4 separate regions of the Rattus norvegicus genome follow, and all the other regions are linked to region 3. Evidence: chromatin contacts called from public Hi-C data. All regions are on one chromosome and are shown on one strand. Each heading gives the region's core, a stretch centred on a gene start, on an enhancer-like site or on the middle of the called end of the contact. The rest is flanking DNA. Distances are from core to core; before and after follow the strand shown.

Region 1 (3,932 bases), core at 104-2,603, 310 kb before region 3:
ACAAATTTGGGCTAAAATCCCAGCTGTATCTCTGACAGCCTGAGTCACCTACGATGTCCCTTCACACTGGTGACAATGATCCCTGCCCGCCTCACCAGGCTGTTGCTATAATTACGTGAGATCAAGCATGGAGAGCATTACAAGTGTTTGCTGTCATTCAGTGTCCGACTGGGCTCAGTCACACAGCTAAGAAGTAAGGAGCTGTCCGAGGTCTCACCCCTGAGGACAAGACCTTTCCCCCCAAGCAGAGAATGAGGGACTTGAACATTAATTAGGAATCCAGGGTGCAGGGTTATACGTACTTTCACATACATTCTCTTTCTTGATTTTTCACAGAAGCCTTTTGTTTTTAAAAATTCTTGTCCCCATTAAAAAATATAAGTGCATTTTGGAAATAGGGCTCAGAACAGGTACTGCTTGTTATTGTCTTTGAGGTAGTGGTTTCCCTGGGAGCTTCAAAACTCCCTCCCTCCTCTGTGCAAGGTACCTCCCAGACCTGTGAGTGTCTAAGCTGGGGCCCCCTTCAGAGCTTTAACCCTGACTGTGCTCTAGACTTTATAAGCCACTTTCTCTCAAATTGCAATGGTTTTTATTTTACTCCCTTGTGAGGAGAGCAGAGTCAATTTCCATTGTGCCTGTCCTGAAGGTAGGGAAAACCAAAGGTCAGAGAAAATTCTGCAAAGATTTGGACAAGAACTAGTGTGTGTGTGTGTGTGTGTGTGTGTGTGTGTGTGTGTGTGTGTACATGTGCTCACTCTATATCGATGCCCTCAGAGTGTCCTCTTCTGATCATAGTTGCACCTAAGAAAAGGTAGACTTGGAGACTTGGGTTTATGGAGAATTCATTACTAGCAAAAGAGAACCAGGTTCTGATGGCCGGCACCAGTGGCATCATCTGATCCCTGTATGCCTCTTCCAGACCATGCGTTCCCTGCCATCTAGAGCAGAGGCCAGAGGGTTTTCCATGTGTGCCTGTCATACCCATTTCATTCTGCCTCTGTTTTTCCATCTGCTCATGTAGGCTCTGTAGTTACGGGTTTGTCTCTGCCAAATGTTTCTGAGGTCTGGAATGGAGAGAGAGCAGCAGAGGCCAGAGCATTGATGCCATGGGAAAGTTGGCTTTTCCAAGGATCTTTCTCCTCCTCCCCAGGTTCTTGGGGGTTGGGGGTGTGTCAGTGGACAATTAAGACATAGCGCTGGACAACAGAAGCCTCTGACAGTCTCACGGATCAGCCTGGTACCTCCACTCCCAGCATTCATGGGCACACACAGTTCCTCCTGGGACAATGCCACCAAGTCATCTTGAACTGTGGAACCAGAGTACCCAACGTCATGAGAGAACACAGAGGCCTCTTTCTGGCTGGTGGTGTGATTTCAACAGAAAACCCTTCTCAGGCAGGAAGAAGCAATTCTCGCGCCGTGTCCCTAACAAAAGCTGACCTCTTCTTCAGTGGCACTACTGGGCAGGGCCAGAATCAAGCTGGGGTTATTTCCCCAGCATTGCCATAGTCATAGCAACAGCTTTGATTAATGCCATGGCCCATTAGAGAGATAATGTCAGCCCTAATCAGAAACGCCTCAAGTAGCTCTCTTTGCATTTTGGTAAATGGAGTAATCACATTACGGTTGGATGTGTCTGGGAGCTGATTGCTGTCTCGAAAGTCTGCCTGATTTTCCAGGTTAAGGGGTGTCAGGGGGCCTGAGCTGCAACTAATCATGGTGCATTGTTAGGAGTGTTGAGGGGAAAACAGAAGGCACAGAGACAGATGGGGAGGTTGCTGCCCTATCCTCCTCCTGGGTCAACAGGGGATCCCTGGACTGGTGGTCTATTGGCAGGGACTGCTTTCCTGAGGATGAGCTCAGTGTCGCAGAGATGGTGACCGTGCTGTGGATAAACACAAGGAAGGAGAGCACGGCCAGCAAGAGCAGGCAGGTGCCTCAGTTGGGCCCGGCTTCCCCTTCTCCTTCTGTATCAAACTGCTGCTGATGGACAGCCAGCCTCGGGTCATGCCACTGGGCTGGAAAACTGGCAGGAGAGTGCTCACTTTTGGCCTGGAGATAGGAAACGGCAGAGGTGACATGTGCCCCTTGTAATGAGTGTACACTTGCTCTGTCATACTAGTCCTTGGACTTTGGCAGGTTCTGCCTTGTGGGAGACTCCGTTGAAGCTTCAGACTTGAGGGGAAAGTCTCAATGCATCTTGGGACAGGATGACATCCCTTCCTCTCTCTGTTTGTTGCAGAGAAATCATGAGAAGGAGAGGTGACATCTCTGAAGCCTGCACTCTCATCCGGAATGGATGCTCAGTTCCATCTCTCAAGAGACCCTCCCTATACTGATACCTCTGTCTGCCTTCCAACCTGACTGCCTTTGTTTCTGCAGGTCTACAGGGTGACAGTAGCAATAAATCATAGCCACCCATATGGAGAGATTAAGAGGAGGACCCGAGGAAATATGCATTGAGCCCCTGGAGGCTATTTTCAGATGCTCCTGGGAGGCTTTTTTTTTTTTTTTTGGAAAGGAGTCACACAGTTAACTATTTATGACAGTTGGAAGGCAGAGCAGAAATAGAAGAGCAGTACTTGGTGTCCCCGCCAAGACTGAGAGGTAAAAATCTTCTCAGAGGTCTAAAGCCACTTCAGAGCCATTAAATTTACTGTCTGTTAGACAACATTTAATATCTAGGATAACATTTTATTTTGGGACCCAGCAATAATTTTTTCTTTTCTGTTTTAAAAATTATCTCAGGGCCTGCCAAGTTGATGAGATAGAACTGTTACAGGGTCACAATGCTACCCTGTGGCTCCATCCCCATGGACACAGATCCTTAGCCAGTGAAACTGAAGTTCACCTCAGAGCTTCAAGATCAAGGTCCCTGGTCAGGGTTGGGGTGTGGAAAGTTATGGTGGGGAGACCAAGGACAACAAATAGATAACACGTTATGACATCACGAATCAGCCAATCTCCGTTTTCCATTTGTCTCTGTTCCAGGCTAAATTTTATCTTAATGAATCAATATTCTTCCCAGGAAGATGTTGGAATAGACACATTAAAGGACCCAACATTACAGCTTGACCTCAGCTCTTACAGACTGGTGTTCTACTGACTTGGAGAGAATGGATTTCCCAGGCTGTTTCTCTAACAGCTTTGTAAAGCGCCACAATGACCTCCCCTGGAGACATGTCCTTGACCATCAGTGCTCATAAACACAGCTGATCAAGGGCTTGAAAAATAAATCAAATTGAAGATGTGGCACCTTGACACCCTCCCCCACCCACCCTAGCCAACAGCTTTAAGCTAAACGAGTGGGTCTCAACCTATGGGTCACAACCCCATTTAGGGGTCGAATATAATATATCTTCCACATCAGATATTTACATAACAATTCATAACAGTAGCAAGGTTACAGTTATGAAGTAGCAATGGAAATAATTTTACTGTTGGGGTGAACGGTATTAAAGGGTCAACAGCATTAGGAAGGTGGAGAACCATTGAGGTAAATGAACACAAGAGATTCCCAGGAAAATGAGTTAACATTGTGGTCACAGTTTCTACTGTTCCTGCTGGCACTCTCGCTAGCTGTCTAATCCCGGACCTGAGATGGATCCAGTCAGTGGCAAGATGTGCTGCAATCTTCACCCTCCCTCAGTCCTGTCTACTGGGTTTCCCAGGCCCACCATTCTGACGAGCCTGTTACCACCTCAGACAGACCCGTTATACACATAGATCTAATTTAGGTCTACGTAGATTGTCTTCTTGATGGCCACTCCTTCTTGAGTCTTCAGTTTGGTCAATGGCATCTAACACTCTGAAACTGGCCATTTGGGTACCACCAATGTTGGGACTTTGGCTCTGTGAGACACTGCTCCCTCTGCAGATCTGGTAACTGTAACTGATCGTGCTTCTATTGATGGCTGTTTTCTTTGGTCCTA
Region 2 (3,867 bases), core at 1,316-3,815, 280 kb before region 3:
TACTCCCCACACCCCCATCCCTGGCTTCCATCCATACCTATATTCTTTCCCTTTCTTAAAGCCGCTCTATTTGCTCTGCCTCACAACCCTGTCTGTTTTCCACCTGAACTATGGGGGTGCCTTGTGACTACATGGAGAGTGCTACCATTCTCTGTGTATGACCAGAATGGCACTGAAAAAGTCAGTATCCTATCAAGTCTCTGCTAAAATCCCGCTTTTCCCACCAAAGTATTCTACAGTCCTCGTGTTCTTTCCAAGGCTCCAATCTCATTTCACGCATATCTACTGTGATCTCCAAGGGTCATGGAAATGCGGTGCCCTCTGAGAACCTTCTTTCTGCTTCTGATCAGGAATAATGACTCCGAAACCTAGAGAGTGACTCTATGGTAGAGCTGTGCCTCACATGTACAAGGCCTGGGATTGATTCTCACAACTATAGAACAAACAAACAAACAAACAAACAACAACAGGAGTCCTTCTCACTTTAATTCTTATGACAGTCTCATTAAATAATTTATTCATTATTTCCTTGTTTTATTTTTCTATGCCTCATTACTCATTTAATAGTGGAGCCCACTATAAATCATCTTTAGGATAGGTGTGAAGGGAAAGTGAGCTGGATAAGGTGAACACTGATTTGCCATGTAGCATGTGTTATCATGTGTGTCTGTGTAGTGTGTACATGTTCATATGTGTATTTTTGCAAGAGTGTGTGTGTTTACACAGGTATACATGTACATGTATGCATGTGGAGGCCAGAGATTTACATTGGGCATCTTCCTGCATTTCCTTTCCACTTCAGTTTTTGAGGCAGGGTCTCTCACTGAGCCTGGAACTCATGGATTTGGCTAGGCTAGCTGAGCAATGAGCTTCAGGAATCTTCCTATCTCCATGCCCTAACCCAGTCCTGGAGTTGCCTCACCCAGCCTTTTCTATAGTATATTAGTTGGAGTTCCCTAGAGTATCAGACCATATAGAATAAATATTTCTATCATCTATCTATCATCTATTTATCTATCTTCTATCTATCATCTATCTATCTATCCATCATCTATGTGTGTATACACACATAAGTATGTATATATACATATATATGCACACATATATGTATATACACACATACACATATATAAAGGGGATTTATTAGAATGATTTATAAGCTGCAGCCCAGCTAATCCAACGATGTCTGGTAGTCAAGTCAAAGTCCAAGAATGCAGTAGTTGCTCCATTCACCGAGCTGGCTTTCTCAGCTGGCCTTCAATCTGAGGTGGAATCCCAGAGAGTCAGGCTCTAATGCTAGTGAAGGAATGGACTCACTAACAAGGCAAGAGAAAGCAGACAGAGAGCAAAGGCTTCAGTCTTCTGTGTCCTCATGTAGACCTCCAGCAGAAGGTGCGGTCCAGATTAAAGATAGATATGACGTTATCTTATTGCTTCAAGATCCTGATTCCCAGTTTGAAAGATCTGGATTAAAGGTGTGATTCATAACTCAGAGATCCAGAGTAGAAGTGGATCTTCCTACTTTAAATAAAGCAAAAACAAAACAAGTCCCCCACGATTGTGCCCTTGATCTTTGGATTTTAGTTCCAGATGTAGTCAAACTGATGCTCAAGAATAGCCACCACACATGGGCTCTGGGGGTCCAAGCTGGGGGCTTCATACTTGTGAGATGAGGCACTTTACCAACTAAACCATCGTTCACTTTTGCTGTTTGTTTTGTGGACATTGTCTCCTTCTTTATCCAATCTATGAAGTAGTTAGCTCTGTCGGTCCTAGTTCAAAAAATGAGGACACTGTGGTTGACAGATGTTAACCACTTCTCAAAGCAAGAGCCCAGAGCTGGAGTCACACTCCGCCAGATTGACACCCTGCCAGTCTGACTGGAGGTCACAACTGCAGGCACTTTCCTGGGCTATCTCTTACTACAAAGGAAGGAAGGCAGGTAGAGAAAACCTTGTCACCTAAGAGTTTAGAGGCTGCTGCTTCTGGCTGCTGATTGGGTCCTAGTGACCACCCATTTTTGACTGGGACTGTCTAACTACTTCTATGGGCATGCCCTCTGTTGGATTATAATCTCTTTGAGGGGAGGAATGGTACAGTACCACCTCATCCACCCCCAACTCTCAGGCCCAGAATTCATCCTGTTACATTTAAGGATTGAATTAATAAATTATCAAATTTGTCAGACCAACCATGCTGCGAGTTTTCCTGGGTAATAGGATTTAATTATATTCAGCTCGGGGCCCTGCACAATAGGGACATTGACAAGCTGGAGCACATCAACAAAGTGGAGGGGGCTGTTTTGAAGACTATTTATAAACACTGCCTTTTCTTAGCATTTATTCGGAACATATTAAAATAACCTGTGAATGTGTTAGAAGGTCTTTCTGTTCCTCACTTTATAAATGATTGTTTCAGTTTTAAACAAAGCTGTTTGCCTTTTCTTCATGCAGCAGGGTGTCTGTCCTGATAATTGTGTAGGATCTGTAATGAGAAAGCACAGTACAGCTGTTTAAAAAAAAGTGGCACTAAGAAATAAGTTTCCAAAGTCAAGAGGACGGTGGGCACAAGGAGCACATTCTACCCTGCACCGTGGGTCTGCTCATGCTTATCGTGACCTGAGAGATCCCGGTGTGCATGTTGCTGGTTTAGAGCCTGGCGCACACATTTTACAAGTAGGAGACTCACAGCCACTGAGTGGCTCAGCTGCAGGTCTTTTGAGACATTTTTCCACATCCTATCGTTGTTCTTGCCTGACTTCCCCATAAACTGGCTCTCCTCATAGGCAAAGCTCAAGGCTGGCTGTAGCTCTCTACCTGGGAATCCAGCAGGACACAGAGAATGAGGCTCAGAACTCAGGTGGTGTGGTGTTTTCCCTTCTCCGTTGGGGACAAATAGGCCTTGCTCTCTAAGGAAGGCTATAGGGGCAAGCGCTGGGGAGATTCTAAATTAAGAGAGTATTTTCCCCGTGGAATAAAACAAGCTTAAGCTAAGATTTTTGAGACCAGAGCCAAGATGTGGAGTTAGATGGCTAGAATATGCAATTGCCTTGCACTGAGAGGGCCTCCGTAGGGACAGTCTTGTTCACAGGGCTGGAACTCTTTAGGTCCAGGAACTGAGTTTCCTGGAGAGGTACGGCCTCTACTCCTTCTCTTTGCTATGGATTCATCTCCTATTTAGTCCAAAAATTCTGTTCAGTATCATTAGTCTGTCTATCCATATGTCTGTCTGCCTATCTATCTATCTATCTATCTATCTATCTATCTATCTATCTATTTTGACAGGGTCTCACTATGTATCTCTGGGTCACTTTGTAGACCAGGCTGGCCTCACTCAAACTCACAGTGATCTGCCTGCCTCTGCCTCCCAAGTACAGGCCTTAAGTGCACCACCATGCCCAGCATTTGTTGTTTGATTTGTTTTTGAGATAGGGTCTCACTATGTAGCTCAGATTGGTTGTGACCTCTCTGTCTTCTGGCCTAAGCTTCCTGAATACTAGGATTAACGACATGAGCCACCCTGCCTGGTGCTTTCTTGACTGTTTAGAGTGGTGGTTCTTAACTCGTGATCTTTAATACAGTTCGTGTTATTGTGGTTCCCCCAACCAAAAAATTATTTTTGTTGCTACTTCATAATTTTGCTACTGTTATGAATTGTAATGTAAATATTTGTCTTCTCAGATGGTCTTAGGTGACCCCTGTGAAAGAGTCATTCTGACTCCAAAGGGGTTGCGACCCACAGGTTGAGAACTATGGTTTAGGGGCGGGGGACTTTTGATTATGTCTACTGAGATCTGGCAGTTTTAACCAACTGCAGAGGGTGACCTCAGTCCCCTTATTTTAAATGTCTTTCTCATTCTCTTATTTC
Region 3 (3,783 bases), core at 357-2,856:
CTTTTCTTTTCTCTCTTCTTCTTCTTCTTTTTTTTAAAGGTTGGGGAGGAATATAAAAGGAACTCCAGGCAATCTCCTCCCCTCCCTCTCTGTAGGTTAGGAGCCACAATGAAAAGAAATCCAGGGTTCCTTCAGGGATGGTGAACAGCCTGGAGAATGAACGTGAGAAGGAGCTTTGTGTTTTGGAGTCTGGACTGGAACCAAAGCAGACAGCTTGCAAATGGAGGACAGGGAGATAAAGAAAGGGAAAGAGAGGGGCTGCTCCAATGGGGGCGGCTGAGGCTTCCCCCCGTGCCTGGAGGGAGGGCAGACCCCTGGGAACCGCACCAGGAGTGAGAGCCCCCCCACCCCCACTCCAGGCCCCTGCCTTCCTTTCTCCCAGCCTCAGAGGAGAGCCGAGCGTGTGTAATGGCTTCTCCTCTCCAGAAACCGTTGTCCTCCTGCAACCGACGCTTCTGAACCTTCAGCCTAGAGACAGCTCCTTAGCTGTCCCTCAACCTGCGCCCCCACCCGGCAAGCAGCACCCCCCCTCTCGTTTATCGCCTCTCTCCTCCCCAGTAGCAGCAGCGGCGGCTGCTACCCCCTCGACACATCCAGACCCCGCATCCCAACTTCGGAGAGAGAAGAGAGAGAGAGAGAGAGAGAGAGAGAGAGAGAGAGAGAGAGAGAGAGAGAGAGAGAGAGGGAACCAAATACCTGGGGAAGAGGGGGGTGCCAATCCACACGGCTTTGCCATCGGGCAGGGGACAGGCAGACAGAGGAGGGGAAAGGAAGCAGAGGGACAGAGAAAGAAAGAGGTCAACCCGCTCAGGTCGGGGCCGCTCGCACTGAGCGCTCCCTCCTCTGACCCCTTGCTCGCTCCCTCTGGCTCGGGCTCAGGTCTCCCCTGGCCTCCAGCCCTCCGCCCCCCTTCTCTGTTCCTACTCCTGTCCCCACACTCCGAGCATCCGTCCTAAGCCTCCAGCTCAATCCTCACTCATCTTTCATTTTTTCTCTCTCTCTTCTCTTCACAGAACTACACGAAATTAATTAAGCCACAGGGCTCGCCACCCCCCCTCCACCCCAAAGCAGAAGGCAGAAGGAGCAGCCAGCAGGAAAAGCACAGCCACCTCCACAGCTACCACCACCACCTTCTCCTCTTCCTCCTCCTCTTCCTCCCTAGCTTCTTCTCCTCCTCTTCCTCCTCCCCCAGCTGCTCTCCCTCCTCCCCCCCCCCTTCTCCTCCTCCTCGGTCTCTCTTTAGCTTCTTCTCCTCTCTCCTCCTAGCCAGCCCATGCAGGGGACTTCCTCTCCTCCCCGTGCCGCCAGCCCTCCTTGGCCGAATGAATGAGCGCGTTTGTGCCTCCACCGCCCCGCGCTCTCCTCCGCGGAGCACTCAGACCACCCCGGAGGTGGTGGTTAATTGCAGTAACTTACAGAAGAAGCGTCCCGGCGCCGGGAGGTGCTTCGGGTTCTCCAGCCCCACCGCCTCCTTATCCTCTTTCTCTTTCTCCTCTTCCTGCTCGGGTTATTGTTGTGGAAGTTGTTTGGGAGTCTCATGTGCTTCTGCCGGGTCTCAGCAATGGAGGATCGCCATCTTCCCTGCCTTCCTCGGCTCCTCAGACTCGCTGCAGCTGCAGATGACCTGAGATATCCGTCTCTCTCCCCTCTCCCTCCCTCTCCTCTCACTTACTCTCTCTCTCTCTCTCTCTCTCTCTCTCTCTCTCTCTCTCTCTCTCTCCTCTCTCTCTGCTCTTCTCTCTCCTCTCCTCCCTCTCCCTCGCGCGCGCTCTCTCTCTCTCTCTCCCTCCCTCTGTGTCTCTCTCTGAATAATGAGCAACCAGAGGGAGAGAGAAAGCAAGACAGAAAGAGAGAAGACAATCTTCTCCTGCCACACAAAACGCCGGAGCACCAGGGGGTGCGCGAAGCCTTTCTAATAACAACAACGTGCTGGAGAGAGGAAGGGAAAGAAAGAAATAAATGAGAAAAGGGCTGGGAGAAAATGGGAAGAATTATCCAAGAGCTGAAGAAGCGCAGGAGAAGCTGGAGGAGATGCTGAAGCTGCGACTGCTGCCCACCCCCCTCCCGCGCTGAACCCCAGAAGGAGGCAAGGTGGTTGCAAAGTTAAGGCTGGGACATTGTCTTTGTCACTCTGAACAACACAGAGCCAGGCCAGTGAGATGTAAGAGGAGGAGGTGGCGGCGGCGGCGGAGGAGGAGGAGGAGGTGGTGGTGGTGGTGGAGGAGGAGGAGGAAGAGGAGGAGAAGGAGGCAAAGGAGGTGGAGAAGGGGAAGAGAGATGAGATGAATAAAGACCTGCGGAAAAGGCGGTGCGAGAAGCGGGACCGCCGGGTCCCAGGCGTGCGCTCTAGGATTCAGGAGGCGCCCGGCCTCCCTGGTCAGAGGAGCAAGCCCCTAATGGGGACCCCGAAGCGCTCGCACCGTCAGCTCTGCCCCAAGCGCCCAACCCCGGCTCCAGAGGGTCCCTCAAATGTATCCATCTAGAGGCCAATCTTTGCAAAGAACTGAAGGTTGCAAGTCTAAACCCAGATCAACCACGTGGGGCTTTTTAATTCCTTTCCAGCTTTCAGTGTATCTTCAGTGAAGGGCTCAAGTTGTCCATTACTGGCACGCATTTTTAAGCCTTCGCCCTCTAAAGGCTCATTGTGCGTTTTATATCTCTTCTGATTTGGAAAGAAGAAGGAACCCATCATTCTGATCTAGAAGCTACCACTTTCTTTTCTGAACTTGTGAAATGTTTTGACGGCGCACCAGAGCTGGGGGGGGGGGGCGTGCTTAAATAACTTTCCACCCTCACGCCCGGTGTTGTTTGCACATTGTTTGCACTTTCCGGCTGATCATCTAAAGGCTTGGAAAGTAACAATCATCGCTCCTAATGATAAGGTGCCATGGTGTTGAAGACAAGAGAGCCAAACTGCAGCATCACACCTTGAATTTTTATTTAGTGTAATTTCCCCCAAAATTGTCTGTTCAGGACGATACTTCTTCCAAGAATGGTTTTCCACCCCTTCTCTCACCAGGTTAAAGATCTCCTAAAGATGGTTAATGAGGGGAACTATGGTACCAAAAACAAAACAAAACAAAACAAAAAATAGAGAAGAAAAAAATCAATACAGCAAGTCAGGAGTAATCGAAGTTCAAGGGCATGAGTTGGTGGAACCATCTCTATTTCTCAGATCCTCTAGTTGGACATCAACAGCCCCAAGAGAGAAAAAGCACGCAGCACGGCGCGCGGGGCAGAGACCTTAATTAAAGTTTCTTTTGTCCGCCTCTGAATTAGGGGTTGTTGCTGGATTCCTTCGCATAGAGGAGCGCGCATCCGGTGAAGGCGCGGTGTTGAGGATCCTGGGCGAGATTGTCCTCTTTAATACTTGCCCCCTTTCCCCTCCCCCACAGTCAGGGCAGCTAGACTGGTAAACCCATACAATAAAAGCAGAGGAGACACGCACGGCACGGAGTTGGTTCTCATCGGATAGCGGCGTTTCCTAAGCACAGCTAAAATTCTCATTTCCCAAGATTTTCCTGATTGTGTATTCCAGGGCAGAATGTCTCACCCTGACGCACGATCTAACCCCCTTCCAGTCAACACTTCCTGCCCTTTTCTCCTCCCACTCACATTGAAAAGCTTGGGAGTCCTAAAAGGGTGTTGATGGCTGGGGGTGATAAATAAATAAATAAATGACACTACGCGTGCGGTGGAGAAGAAAGGAGGGGGAGGATGAGGGGAGGGGAGGGGAGGGGGGGAAGTCAGAGAGAGGAGAGCGAGGAGAAAGGACTCCGGCGC
Region 4 (3,843 bases), core at 1,332-3,831, 310 kb after region 3:
TCCACTCCAAAAACCCATTTTTAAGTCCGGGGTTGGGGATTTAGCTCAGTGGTAGAGCGCTTGCCTAGGAAGTGCAAGGCCCTGGGTTCGGTCCCCAGCTCCGAAAAAAAGAACCAAAAAAAAAGTCTCAGCTCCAAGTGCTAGAACAGGAGAGTCCACTCTCTTCTCTTAGAGTCTCACTGTTTAGAGACTGTCTTGCCCAGCAGACAAGCACACAGGTTGTGAACAACCTGCCCCAGACTGAGAAGCAGCCCTTTGTCATGTGCTAACCACTGAAGCCATCTGACACTGAAGCTTCTCAACCTTGCCCATCAATATCACCAAGATCTCAAAACTACTCACTTGACAGTGTCTCCCAGAATTTATACTATTCCTAGCATTCAGTGTCTACTTGTATCGCAGGCCCTCAACTCTATGAGCTGCTCTATAAAAGTTGCAAGTTTGGGGCAGGCTGAAGAGTCATTAAAGATTGTTTTTATTTTGTTTACCCTCTATGACATTGGAGGCGATGCCACTTCCTTTACATGGTGTTTGACTAAGACATGGTCTTCATATTCAACCATGAGATAGTTTTACCAGTGTCTGTAACTAGTCAACACATAGTTAGGGATTCAAACCGCCGAGATTGAATGGCTAAGCTGCTTCTCAGACTTGATTTTGGAAAGTTATTTCCTTGAGTAGATCGAAAGCTTCCTCAGTTTTCTCCTGTAGTGGTGGGAGGGCTGTTCTAATATCGCCACTCGTATCAGCAGCAACTTGGAGAAGGGGGTTAGACTCCCTCTAAGTCAGCAGCCCAAGGGATAATTGTTCAAATGTCTTCAGCTCGCAGTGGGCGCTGTCTTTCCTCTGAGGCACATTTCACAGGATCTTGGCTGCAGTCATGACCCAGGTTAAACATAGACTGTGGCCTCATAGCTTGCTATTGCTCAATCCGTTCATTATATACTCATCAAAAAATTGACCGAACTCCTACAGGGTGACAAGTAGTGTTCTAGAAACTGGGAAGATAGGTGTGAACAACGCAGGCAGTGCTGTCATCTCTATGAAGTGTCCACTTGGGAAAGAAACTGGCATTCAAAAATAAACCTGTAGACAGACAAAGAATATTGCCTTAAAAGGCTTAGAATGGCCACCCAGCGAGGGAGGTCGCCAGCATCTCATGTAAGAAGGCAATAGGCGCCCAGAGGACGGTGAGTTCACGAAGTGTTTTGAATTCAGGAACAGGGACAAGGCAGGGCTTTTCCAGCCCCACCATCTCAGGGAAATTTTTCTGGGGCCCATCATGCAACGTCAAGCTTCTCATTGTAAAGTTCCTCCCTTCCATTTAGGGTTATGAGGCTAAAGCGAACCCGTAGAAGAAAAACATTTACCACGGTACCCTACGCTTGGGCTTCATTAGGAAATACCCATGCCCAGCTGCTGTGGCAGAAGTTCACAGAACACAAGTGACGGCAACACTGAAATAACAGGAGAAATGTTTTAGAAGCTTCTGGAAGTCAGCGACTTGCCTTCTTCTGCGGAAGGACTCTAGATGGGTTTGGAACGCAGGAGTTTGTTGTGGAGGTGAAGACATCAGTGGGGAGAGGAAATAGCTTGTATCACGCCTGAAAGAGCTGAGCTCATGCAGGGGGCTGGGGGCGGAGTGGGGACCATAATTACTTCTTCTGGTTAGAATGTGAGTGCCCTAGAGGAGGGGTGAGAGAGATGAGCTGGCTTAGCTCACAGAATAATCCCCTTTTCTATGGCTGTCAGGAGCTCTGGGAGGCGATGAGCCAGAGAGAAGCTCTGAGGGACACAGGCCTGGATGTGGTGGGCCACTTGGACCTCCGTCATCGAGAGGTGAAACCCCAATGTGTGCCAAATTGCCTCTTCAGGCTCCAGCCTCTCCTTACCATGGACCGTTTGCCTGTCTGGAATGAGATAATCTGTCAGACACCAGCTGCTGAGCATTCTTCCCTCATGGGCACATTTATTATTATGTTACAACGCGCATGGAGAATCTTAACCATCACTGGAGTGAAAATGATTAAAATGTGAGGTTTGTGATGTGTGCGTGTGTGTGTGTGTGTGTGTGTGTGTGTGTGTGTGTGTTGTTTTGTTTTGTGTGTGCAAAATTCTCCAACCTTCCTTCTGCCACAGACAGCATCACTGGTCATGCACTGTGTTGGGGGACAGGCTGGGGGGAGTCCTTGTCATAATTAACAAAACAACCAGCCAGAGAATCCCAGGGTCTCCAGGCGGGGAAGGGAGAGACTGTATGGAGCCTTTGTGATCAGCCCACGAGTTCAGCAGCCAGGGATGCTGGGCTGTGTCTCTGCAAAGTGCACGGGATGGGCTGGCTGGCTGTGAGAGCTGCACCATGTCTAATTATGTACCAGGAGGCAAGAAAAGGTGTAGGTCTGTCTTTCCAGTTCAGAGGGAGAAAAAAAATATGTGGTGTCTCGCGTCTAAGAAACGAACAGGCTGACCTTTTCAGAACGTCTGAAAGAAAAAACCAGATGTATTTCTCAAGAGTCAGTGTGACTGAAGGCTCGCATTGTGCTCTCACATAAAGGGAGAGCTAACCAGAAACCAGCAGCTGATGATCTGAAGCCAGGCTGTGCTATTGTCCGGCACACAAATGTTCTACAAGGACCCAGACCACCATGCAGTTCTCTGTGCATAGACTATGGAGTTTGGGGGAGAAGGCGGGGAGGGGGTTGCACAGGCTTTTCTTTTCCTCTTTCGCTTTCTTCCCTTCTTAAAACCTTTTTCCTTCCAATCCCCCCACAGTTGCTCACATTCAACTGCTAGCAATTATTCCCCTTGACCCTCCTTGCTCTCCAAACAGGGGTGTGGGCCTCTGAAGGTTTCCCCCTCTTTGTACCTGACAATCCCATGTTATAGGCAGGCTCTCCGGGAGGAGATGAGGTCCGATCTCCCTGGGGACCTTCACCAGGGAGTGGAGTGGCTGTGATTTATTCTCTACAGAGCAAAGTCAAAGCTAGGCAACCGTATGCCGAGAGGCAGGCAAGGAGAATCCTCTCCTGTTCATCAAGGGCAGCTCTTCTATTGTCCTTGGGGAGGCCCAGGGCAAAGGCTTGTAGTGTAGAGGGGGAAGGGAAAGGAAGAGAAAGATGAAAAAGAATAGGCAGCCTGCAAGACCCTTCCCTATTTCTGCTCATTTGGTTTAGGTCCTCTCCTGAAGCCTTCTAACATCTTGTCTCCCCTACATTCTGTAGTGATTAGAGGTAGACCCTTGACTTACCTGCTTGGCTTCCCATTGTCCCCAGTGTTATCTTTGCACCAAGTGGGTTCCCAGTGAACAGCTGCCGACAGGAATTAAGCCCTTCAGATTATTGGCTGCATTCCTACTTGTCAACAAAGAATAGCTCCTCCTAACAGCAGCCTCCTTGGCTAATGTAAAGTGGTCCCTGCCTCAGAGACTCGATCACTTACTTCATTGGGGGGGATTTTCCTCCTTTGAGGGGATTTTCCCCCTGCATCTGTAGACGATCAATTAACTACTTTCATTAGCCTGTAAGCAAAAGCAAGCAAACAAACAAACTAACCACATTGCCTAACAAGATGAAATTGTCACTCTCCGTCCTTTTAAGAGGTCTGACTATACTTTATTTTGAAAGTCCACTTGGGACTCACTCAACCATATTCTAGAGTCCAGATCTCACTACTTTTACAATTGCCACCAGAAATCCTAGTACCCAATGGCCAAACACAGGGCCACTTCTGTGTCTAACCTAGGGACTGCTCCTGGGGTTATTACAGGTTACACTCTGTCTTTTGTAACCTTTTCTACTGGAAATAATTTTGATTATATATATCTTGAATCCTCTCTCTCTCTCT

The links. A called contact is a pair of places that touch in the nucleus more often than the background predicts.
Region 1: a Hi-C map of Schwann cells shows a contact between it and region 3, with 14 times the contacts expected there. The contact joins the enhancer-like site here to the promoter of Zfp462 in region 3. A contact is called at or near these places in 2 of 12 Hi-C or Micro-C datasets (the A7r5 cell line and Schwann cells) and 1 of 1 datasets of contacts at active chromatin or transcription factors (oligodendrocytes).
Region 2: a Hi-C map of frontal cortex shows a contact between it and region 3, with 2.8 times the contacts expected there. The contact joins the enhancer-like site here to the promoter of Zfp462 in region 3. A contact is called at or near these places in 2 of 12 Hi-C or Micro-C datasets (the A7r5 cell line and frontal cortex) and 1 of 1 datasets of contacts at active chromatin or transcription factors (oligodendrocytes).
Region 4: a Hi-C map of Schwann cells shows a contact between it and region 3, with 5 times the contacts expected there. The contact joins the enhancer-like site here to the promoter of Zfp462 in region 3. A contact is called at or near these places in 2 of 12 Hi-C or Micro-C datasets (the A7r5 cell line and Schwann cells) and 1 of 1 datasets of contacts at active chromatin or transcription factors (oligodendrocytes).

Annotation. Positions count from the first base shown.
Region 1 is chr5:74,772,527-74,776,458 of GRCr8, reverse strand. All of the region lies in intron 1 of LOC120103069 (40S ribosomal protein S18-like), which reads left to right. Among named protein-coding and RNA genes, the nearest start is that of Trnal-aag10, 110 kb to the right of the region's middle. Within about 2 kb of position 1,353, at least 11 of the 93 cell types and tissues checked have an H3K27ac peak or open chromatin away from gene starts, as enhancers often do. A contact at or near this core is called in Schwann cells, where this site is marked.
Region 2 is chr5:74,750,344-74,754,210 of GRCr8, reverse strand. The region is part of intron 1 of LOC120103069 (40S ribosomal protein S18-like); the gene reads left to right. Among named protein-coding and RNA genes, the nearest start is that of Trnal-aag10, 87 kb to the right of the region's middle. Within about 2 kb of position 2,565, at least 22 of the 93 cell types and tissues checked have an H3K27ac peak or open chromatin away from gene starts, as enhancers often do.
Region 3 is chr5:74,466,466-74,470,248 of GRCr8, reverse strand. Zfp462 (zinc finger protein 462) reads right to left here and starts at 1,606. Exons shown (of 13, transcript NM_001427395.1): 1 at 1,417-1,606.
Region 4 is chr5:74,158,374-74,162,216 of GRCr8, reverse strand. No RefSeq gene overlaps it. Among named protein-coding and RNA genes, the nearest start is that of Zfp462, 310 kb to the left of the region's middle. Within about 2 kb of position 2,581, at least 6 of the 93 cell types and tissues checked have an H3K27ac peak or open chromatin away from gene starts, as enhancers often do. A contact at or near this core is called in Schwann cells, where this site is marked.